Regions from separate parts of the Rattus norvegicus genome. Here region 2 is linked to region 1. A link is a contact called in public Hi-C data. All regions are on one chromosome and are shown on one strand. Each heading gives the region's core, a stretch centred on a gene start, on an enhancer-like site or on the middle of the called end of the contact. The rest is flanking DNA. Distances are from core to core; before and after follow the strand shown. Region 1 has its middle 28 kb from the start of Ankrd33b. Region 2 has its middle 22 kb from the start of Ropn1l.

Region 1 (4,950 bases), core at 1,784-4,283:
TGTGAAGACGGTCAGCGCACACGACGTACTTGAAACAAACTATGTTTATAAACTGAGCACTACATGCAATGAATATACACCAATATAGGACAGAATAAAATAAAAAAGGGAGCTGCAGAGACAGCTCAGCAGTTAAGGGTGTTTGCTGCTCTTACAGAGAACCCAGGTTTGATTCCCATAACCATTGTGGCAGATCACAACTGTCTGTGACTCCACTTCAGGTGATCTGATATTCTCCTCTGACTTCCGTAGGTACCAGGTACACACATAGTGCGTAGCCACACATGTGGGCAAATCATTCGTATGCATAAAAATAAATATTTTTAAAGAAAAATTAAAATAATAAAATAGCACTTCCCAGGCAAGTATGAATCTAGCCTGAGCTATATACAGTCGGTTCCAGGCAAGCCTAGGCTAGAGAATGAGACTTTATCTCAAAACAAAAACAACTGAAAACAAACAACAGACCTTGCTTTAGAAGGTTTGGTTGGTAGAAGTTTTCTGTTTTCTCCAGAAGGGGAGGCTCTCCCAGGATTCCCATGTGAAGGAATGGAGTTTATTGTCACTGGGATAATAAAGGTGGTGGGCTCTCCTGAAGTCAAGGCATCAGGCCACACTGAGACAGGTGTCTCATGGGACCAAGAGATCCCACGATTGGGAAAGAAAAGGCACAGGTTGGGCCAGGTTGGAGAAGGTTCTACCATAGGTCAGGACTCCTCTATCAGTAGTTAAGCATAGTGGGTTGGCTGAATGTTGGTTGTAATCTAATGTTAATTTGGGGCCTCGAGGCTGTTTGCCCCAACACATAGGACACCGAGTGATCTTTCCCCCAGTTGATTATGATTGGTAAATAAAGATGTCAACAGCCAATAGCGGAGGAGAAGAGAAATAGGTGGGGTTGAGTTTTGGAAGGCTCAGGGAAGGGGCAGAGAGGCCGAAGAAGCCACCGTGGGAGAAAGAACATGCAGGAGAAGAGAAAGGAGAGCGGACATGGGTTAGGAGTCAAGAGAACATGGTCCAGAGGGCTGCGTAGTTGAAGTTAAGAGCAACTCAGGTGGCACAAAGAACTTAGTAAGTAGTAACTAGAATTATCAATAAGAAAGTGGGTTCTAACAACATAGAGGGCAGGCAGCTGTCTAGCTATTGTACCCTAAGACATATTTTAAAATTCAAGGCTGTGTGTGTGTGTCTTTCATCCAGAACATAAATGGTCTAAGGCAGGTAGGGTAGAGGATTTTAAAAATTATCTTTTACTACAGTTATGGTTCAGCCACGCCCTCAATCTTAGGATGACGGCTCAGCCCCCCGTGTGTTGGAGCTGGAAGGTGATCAGGTATCCATGGGCTCATGAAGATGAGGCCCCTACATCAGTATTAGTGGCCTGAACTCTCTCTCTGCCATGTGAGGATATTAAAACGCAGCTAAGTGCATGCGAGTAAACGGTCCAGGGACTGAGGCAGCCGGCCCTCAACCCTAGACTTCTCCAGTCTCTGGTGTTTGGTCTTGATAACTCACCTGACCTCCCCTGTCTGTTGTGTTGGGTCAGGCCAGCCCATCTGATGTCCCCAATCTGTGGTGTTTGGGTTATGATAGCCCAGTGACTTCCAAGTCTCTAGTGTTAGGCCATGATAGCCCTGTTTGCTGGTGGCTTCCGACCTCGGAGGTCTCCTTACACTCTAGTTCACAGAGTCTTCCGCACACGGAACTGTGGGGAAACCTGGGCTCTCCCAGCTCCTTGTCTGCCCTTGAATGATGTCTCAGCTTTCATTTCTGTTTCTACCCAATGAGCCTTCAAAACTAAGAGGCTGGCAACAAAGCCCTTCCGAGGCAGGCTGGGGCGCCCTGTGTCAGTGCTTCTTAGATCACCACGAAAGTCTCTAGCTGACAGAACCAAAGGGCAGGGGCCTGGCAGTGGTACAAGTCTGGTGAGATGAGGATATGGCATTGCAGGAAGCAGAGGAACAGGTGACACCTCGTCAGGAATGTTGCAGAACTCACCTAGGGGTGGGAAGATAGGGAGCTCCTCAGCACAGTGGGATGCATCCGATCTCAACTATAATTGCCTCGATTCCAGCCACATCCCCACAAGATTCTGCCCTAGGGAAAAGATTAGCAACATTCAGACTAGTTAAATATATGTATATGTGTGTTAATTTATATACGTATAAATACACACATATACTACTTTATAAAACTAGCCCAAGCTAATGGTCAAAGGTGTCCTGCTCTGGGTTGAATTTTATTGGGCTACTTTTAAATGAATGCTTGTGTGTGTAGGGGTAGGGAGCTCAAACTACAGCGTCGTTTGCGGAGACTCGTTGGAAGGAGACTGACATAAAATAACAAGGAAAAGCATTAATTAAGCCTCAGAGCAGTGAGCCTTGGCTGGGATTGCTCCCACAGCTGCCTAGGACTCAGCCATCAGTCATCCCCCTGCCTGCTGCAGCCTTGTGCGTGGGTGGTGTGGGAGCTTCTATTTGCTCCTATTCTACCTTGCACAGCATGTTCTGCTAGCAAGGAGTTCATTCCTATCTTAGCACCAGGGTGTCCTAGATGATGAGTGTAGTTTGGAGTCACCCTAAGGGTACAAGGCACCTGCAGAGGATGTCACGACCAAGGTCAAAGGCCCCCAAAAATGTTGAGAAAGGAGTCTGGTTCCTTCCAGAGGTCCCCCAAACACTCACAGTTCATCCAAAGGTGTCGGTGCCTGCTGTGTAGTCTAACACTTACACACGCACACACATGTCTTCTCACACCCTCGCTCCACACGTCTCAAACATTCACACTCAAGTCTCACTCACATTCTCTCACACACATTCATGCACACATTGTGCACATCCATACACTGACACACATTGGCCATCTACAGTCCCATGTAGAAGACCCCAGGAGGGAGGGATGTTTGTATGAGAGAGACAGAGAACAGAAACAGAGAGAGAGACACACACACGAAGAGAGTGCATGTCAGAGTATGATTGTATGCATAAGTGTTCCTGGAACTGCGGCCATATGTGTGTGTGAGAGAAAAAGAGTGGGAACGTAGGAGGCTGTGACAGTGAGTGTGGGATGATAGTTAACACAGGGAAGGCTGAGATGGCCCTGTATAGAGCAGGTGCTGGATTACATAAGAATTTATGTAAAAAGAGAAAGGAGAGAAACACTGGCAGAGATGGCTGTGTCCTGCTTTCTGTTCCTTGTGGCATGTGAACCAGGCAGTGATTTCCAAGATTCTGCATTTCTTCAGGATTTTGCAGCACTGGACCCTCCCAGAGTGTCCTGTCAAAAACAATGAAGGCTGTTAAGGCTCAAGAGACCATGCTGAGTGAGTGGCCCATGGGTTTTGCTGGGCACCATCTTATCTGAATTCAGAAGCAGACCTCCTCTTTTCTGTTTAAGAATGCCAGTCACCAGAAGTTCTGGGAAGCACATCCCACGAAGCTGAAGTGAGTGGAAATGAAGATGTCACCTGAGGGAGAGATAGCTCAGAGGTTAAGAACTCATATTTCTCTTGCAGAGGACCCAGCACTCATACCAGGCAGCTCACAACCACAGTAACTCCAGCTTTAGGGGATATGATCCCCTCTTCTAGACTTGCAGGGCGACTGCATTTGTGTGTACATATCCTCACACAAACACACATGCACAGACATTTAAAAAGAAAAGTGTCACCTGTCCGTGGCAATTCATCCAGCTGGAAAGGAGGTAGGCTCAGAAGCAAATGCTCAAATGTTAGGATGGGTAAAGGTCACACAAGTGGATTTAAGTCTAAAAAATAAAAGGTCTGGAGGATGTAAATGACCACAGAGAAAGCTGCACTCTTTTTTGTTGTTGTTGTTGTTGTTTGTTTGTTTGTTTAGAATCAAGAGGTAACACGATCGTTGGAACAGCAGCTAGCATCCTAAATGTAAGCCATTCTAAGTTAAATCCTCCAGTAGCAAATCCCAATAGATCCACCACCTGAACTAGGGGCCTCCCCTACCTATATTTTGGACTCCATGCCATCCACTACCCCCCTGCCCTACCTCTACGCCCCCCCCAGTCCTTTCCTTGCCTCCTCTGACCCAGATGTACCACCTACTTCTTGCCAATTGATTGGTCCCTTGATATCTTTATTCATTAGGGGAAGGTTCTGCCACATTTCACCCTTTCTGTCTAATTAAAAAAGGAACTTTTCTCTCAAATATAAGCTGAGCACAACTATTACCATTCTGTAAGCTACAAAGTACAAAATACACCTAACACCCAGTCCATCATTTTTGTCAATTACATAGAACACTCTGTTATCTATCCTAACTTAAGAAAGGCTTAAAATGTGGATTATGTCCTGGTTACCTTGTACACTATCTGAAAACTCTCCTTTAATATATTCTCTCAATGTTAAATAGCCTGAGTTGGCTATGCAACGATAACCCCGTCAGAAACCTGAGAACAACCAATATTATCTGAGAATACAGGAAGCCTAACACAGCTTCTAGAACGGAGACAAGTTGTAGAGACAGCGGCCTCCCGATACAGCCCTAGTATGTCAGGAAGTTGGAGCATCAGTCTTCAGCCTTCTGGCCCAGGAATCTGACAGACCTTAGTGAAACAGGAATTAGTAAGGACTAGCTTATTCTGTCTTGGCAGAACTAGGCTGTCCTAACCTGTAATTTGTGTCCTTTTGGACAGTACAGGTGGCCACCGAGTCACAATGTACCTCATCTGGAGGTGGAGATGCTCAGCTGCTTCTTTGAGTCCTCAGATGGGGAGCTGTGAGGAGAGATACGTCTCAACGGGTGAGTAAATAACACTGAATGTCACATTCTGACGTTTTTTGAAAACTATCTATCTGTGTAAAGTAATCTGGACTGTGGTCCATTAACTACTCTCAGCTATTTCTAATAAAAATATCTTGAAAACACCCTAACAGTACACTCAGAGCCGTGAATTTGCTCTCTGGCCCTTACCTCA
Region 2 (4,950 bases), core at 641-3,140, 44 kb after region 1:
GCATCCACAAGCCAAGGACTACTGAGGGTAGCCAGAGGCCAGCAGAACCTGGAAGAATCAGGGGAGGGGTCTTCCTTGTGACCTTGGGAGGAAGAGGGCTCAGCCAACACTGAGGTTTCTAGTCTCAGTGGTGTCTCAAGGCTGAGTGAGTCCTGTGGCCAGCCTGAGGTACTCAGGTACAGCAGCCCCACGAGGCTAACGAGGGGCAGGAACTGAGGTCGGGGAGCCCAGAGGGAGCTCCAGAGGCCGTGCCTGAGCAGCTGCCCCATTCATCTTCCCGGGGCTGACAGCAGCTGCTTCTCCTCTACAGCAGCAGATGCACAGTCACGGCAGTCTGTGCAAACCGCAAGTATTCACTCTCTCGTACTTTATGGAGGATGCGGATTCCCAGAAACCACCAGGTCCCCTCCGCTTCCACCTGCTCCTTCCCAGGAAACATGAATTCCAGCTGCTCCCCCGTTCCCAAACGCACACCAATGAAGTAAGTGTAACCCAGGCAAGCGAGTGTGTTTATCCCCAGCCTGGATGGCCAGGCAGACACACACTGCTGATCATGCTCTAGGAGGAGAGTCGTCAGGGCGGGCTGATGGAAGGCTCTGGTGAGAAGGCACTGCGAGCAGCTTCTGTCTGACCAGACCTCCCTCAGCAGTGGTCCCCTCTCCAGGTTGGTACTGAGAGTACCAGGCTCAGCATCCTCTTCCGGAGCACAGTAGCAGGTGCCCTCTGTCATCCACTTCTAGGAGACTGATCAATTGAGCATCCCTCATCCTCAGCTCCTGTGAGTGCTCATCCTACCTTCCTTTCCTGGTATCTGCAGGGCTTTGTCCCACCTCATGCCATACACTGTCCAGTTTAGTGTGAATGACAAGAGCAGGACCTACCTCCCAGGGGAAGACTGAGAGCTTCCAGGATGGTACCAGGGACCAGCAGTGCTCAGAGGGTGACGTGTTAGGAGACAACTCCAAAAAACTAAAGAGCATCCAGGTCAGTTGCATGAAGTTCATGAGGTGAGAGGGAAGTGTAAGCAGTGAGCTAAGAATGATTTTATACATAATTAATTAACCGAAGAGGTGAAGCATAAAAGTTAATGATGCACATTTATATAAGCTTGTGACTTTGGTGTTGAGTGATTAAGGGTTTTCTTAGATTTATTTTTATAACGTGTATATAAAAAATATAGCGTGTATAAACGTCTTGCCTGCTTGTGTACACGTGCACCACCTGACTCTGGAGACAGGAAGAAGACCTTGGGTCTTTGGGAACTGAAGTGATTGATAGATGGTTGCGATGGATGCATCGGTAGTGGGAACTCCACCCTGGTCCGTTGCCAGAGCAGTGTGCACCCTTAACCTCTGAGCCATCACTCCTCCGGTGTTCTCTCTTAACTACTGGGCCATCTCTACGTCCCCAACAATAAAATTTCCCTGGACACAAATGCACTTTTCACTTCACATTGTTAGTGGCTGAGTAGTCGTGGTAGGAGACATGTGTCCTGCAAAGCCTTAAACTGTTTCCTGGTTGATGTTCTACAGAGAAAACTTGCTGGGCTCCAGCAACCAAATTGATTTTTAATTGCAAATCCACTCCTGGCTAGTTTGGAAGCTTTAGTTCAGTTCTCCACCATGTTCTGCTTCCCTTTGCCCAGCTCCAATGGTCATGACAGTCCTATGTCAAGATAGTTTTATGAGACTTAGGTAGGTCCATATTTTCAAAATCTTACCATGGGTCCTGGAATGCTGACTTACCATAGATAGCATGTCAGTCAGCTTCCTGTAACTACAACCAAACACCTGAAGTAACTAAATTATAAAGTGAGGTCTGTTGTGGCTCGTGGTTTGGGATCTACTCTATGGCTGAGCAGACCTTTGCTTCTTGAGCTTCTCCTGAAGGCAGAGGACATTCCAAGAACATGGGACAGAGCAAAACTGCTTAATCCATAGCTAGGAAGTAAAAGAGACCAAGGGTGAGTCTTCAAGCCCCCAGGGGTTGAAGGGATACCCCAGTGACCTATAGTCTGTTTGGTAATGGCTTTGGCTTGGTGGGAAAGGCATGCGCACCCCCATCATTCTGTTTTAACATTTTAGAATTAAGACCAATAGAGCTTGGGAGAAACTTTCCATGCTGAAAGTCGGAAGTGGTGGTGAGATGAATAGCAGCAGCCCCTGTACATCTGCTAGGGAATACAGAGTTTTCCTCCCACGTCACAAATTAGAAGCCATCTGGGACTCGAGAAATCTGAGCTCAGGTTTCCTGGGTGTTTGCATATGGAGCAATGGCTGAAAGTTCAGAAAACATGAGTCAGTTTTGAAGAACTTCTATGCACGAGGTGGGGAAGCTGCTGGAGGTTTTCAGTGCTCATCCAGAAGGCCAGGGTGGGCTGGATTTCAGGAGAATGAGGACCCAGGGAATCGTGCAGTCTGTCAACTATCCTCTGGATCCATTATAAATCTGTTCATGGGTGCTGTTGAGAGATGGTGGGCCCTGTAAGAAGTGGGGTCTATTGTGGGTCCTTAGGTCATTGAGGGTATCCTTTTCAACACTTGAAGCCCTATCCTTGGTCTCTTTTACTTCCTAGCCCCAGTGGAAGGCAGCATTTCTGAGTCTGGGTCTCAATATATGAGTATGTGCTCTTCCTCCTTGGGCTACTAACCTCTTCCTGTGAATGGCAACCATGCAGAGAGGAGGACGGCAAACTGAGAGGATGGAGATACCAGCTTTCCTGGAGGACCCATGGAACACAGGAGTTCTTTCATGAAGAAGCCCTCGTCCCAGGGTCCCTTTAGAGAATCAGCCATGTGCTTTCATTCACAACATGACTTCATTGCAGCAGCTTAGCTTTTTGCTCCATCTACACGAAGGCCATTATCATCTGCAGACTACAGATGAGGGCAAAGATTGAGAAGTTCTCACCTTCAAAAGCCCACACTTAGCTCCAAAGCCAGTCTCTTACCTTGAAGACCCGTGCTCTGGCCATGTGCCCTCAGTATTGTCTGCCCATGAGAGACGGAGCAGCATCTCCTTTTAAGTTGTGTGTGGTGTGCTGTCAAGGAGCGTGTCCGTCTGGACCCAGTGAAGAGAAAGCAGCTGCCCAGTGATTTGAACAAGGAGAGTTTAATACAGGCTCAGGCGCTACAGCAGGATTGGCTGGTTGAAGAGAAGGGTATCCTGCAGATTGGAAGACCAGATTAAAAGACTGGCCACTGGCCCAAGGGCTGGAAGATGAGCTCCAACAGCTGGGAGGGAGAGAGGAGCCTACTGCCTGGTTCATGTGGACAGTCTGAGGACATGGTTTCATCTTGTTAGACATCTGCCCTCTAGGATGCCAGAGAAAGCTGCCCAGAGTAGAGCTCTCTGTAAGGTCTGCTGCTACAAAACTCTCTGGGAAGCTGTGTACGCAGCCTCTGCCCGCATGGAACAAGCAATCTATTTCTGTATACATCTCAAGCACAGTTTTGCATAACCAACCTTCGACTTTTGTTTCTCTGCCTATATTTTCTTTAGATGCTTTGGAACTTTTTCTGGACTAATGTGTGATTCTATTCAGAGTACGAACCCATGCATAACACTGGATCGTGAACACAGCATAGGGAAGAAACACAGTCAAGGTCCCAGCTCAGCGGCTGCTGTCTGAGCTGGGTGAAGCTCTTTTGCGGCCTCAGGACCCTGGAGAGGTCCCCTCGGTAAGGCAGTCCCCCAACTGGGAACCAGAACTGTGAGAGGGATAAATCTGCATGCTCTGTAAGCAATCTGGTGTGCTGCTATAGCAATGAAAACAGACTAAGACATCTCCTACACACTTGGCGAATTATTTTCCATGAAACCTTCCTCTCAAATTCTATTCAAGTGTCCCTTGCAGGGATCCTGTCCTACATACCTTCCAATTGGGAACCAAGAAATTAACCTTCACCCCATCCTGACATTGCCCCAATCTTAGGAGCCACATTTCTCTTCTGCCTTCATTTTGAAGGCAGACTTCCTCGGTTTTTCTGCCATGCCACTAACATCCCGTTTCAACCAAATGAACTTGGACAAGGAGCTGTGTCTTCATCCATAAAATGTGATGACAGGAGTGTCTGAGGGTGAGAACTCAGTGGCATGCAAAGTTCCTTCTTGACCCAGGATGTGGCCCACAATGGGTCTGAGAGAAAAGCATTTCCACCCAAGCCCAAGTGCTATTAACCCAAACGCCTTTCCAGACTGAGGCTTCCCTGAAGAGCACCTTCCAGGCCCCTGGTGTGCAATGGCTTGCCCTTCTGGCTACATCCTTGCTAACTCCACTCTACGTTGATCTGAACATGAGGTTAGGGCTACGGTGGTAACTCACTGGGACATGAAGCTCTTCTGATCTGAGGTTAGCTGCCTCTAACTCAGCACAGGATACCACAGGACTGCTCCCTCCTGGTGGGGTGGCGGCAGTCACTCTCTACAGACCCCTGGCATCAACACGTCACATTGCTCAATTTATTTTACCTGTTCATTCGGTCTTCTGATGTCACAGAAAGGCAGCAGGGTGAGGAAAGATACCAGAAATGCTAGTTAGCGTAGGGACCAGAGAGGGACACATATGTGGGTAGGTGAAAGGACCTGAATTGGGTCCTGAGTGTCTGTAGTGGTCTGAATAAAAATGGCTCCCATAGGTCCATAGGGAGTGGTACTATAAAGAGATGTGGCCTTGTTGGGGTGGGTGTGGCTTTGTTGGAGGAAGTGTGTCACAAAGGGTGGGCTTTGAGATCTCAGAAGCTCAAACCAGTTCTCTTCCTGCTACCTGCAGATCTGGATGTAGAACCCTCAGCTCCTTCTCCAGCACCCTGTCTGCCTGCCGGCTGCCATGCTTCCTGCCATGATGCTAATGCACTAAACCTCTGAAACTGTAAGCGAGCCCCCTCCAAGTGTTTTCCTTTATTAGAGTTGCCATGCTCGTGGGGTCTGTTCACAGCAGTAGAACCCTAA

Evidence for each region. A called contact is a pair of places that touch in the nucleus more often than the background predicts.
Region 2: a Hi-C map of frontal cortex shows a contact between it and region 1, with 2.8 times the contacts expected there. The contact joins two enhancer-like sites. A contact is called at or near these places in 4 of 12 Hi-C or Micro-C datasets (frontal cortex, kidney, liver and 1 more).

What each region holds. Positions count from the first base shown.
Region 1 is chr2:84,094,623-84,099,572 of GRCr8, forward strand. No RefSeq gene overlaps it. Among named protein-coding and RNA genes, the nearest start is that of Ankrd33b, 28 kb to the left of the region's middle. Within about 2 kb of position 3,034, at least 26 of the 93 cell types and tissues checked have an H3K27ac peak or open chromatin away from gene starts, as enhancers often do.
Region 2 is chr2:84,139,316-84,144,265 of GRCr8, forward strand. No RefSeq gene overlaps it. Among named protein-coding and RNA genes, the nearest start is that of Ropn1l, 22 kb to the right of the region's middle. Within about 2 kb of position 1,891, at least 10 of the 93 cell types and tissues checked have an H3K27ac peak or open chromatin away from gene starts, as enhancers often do.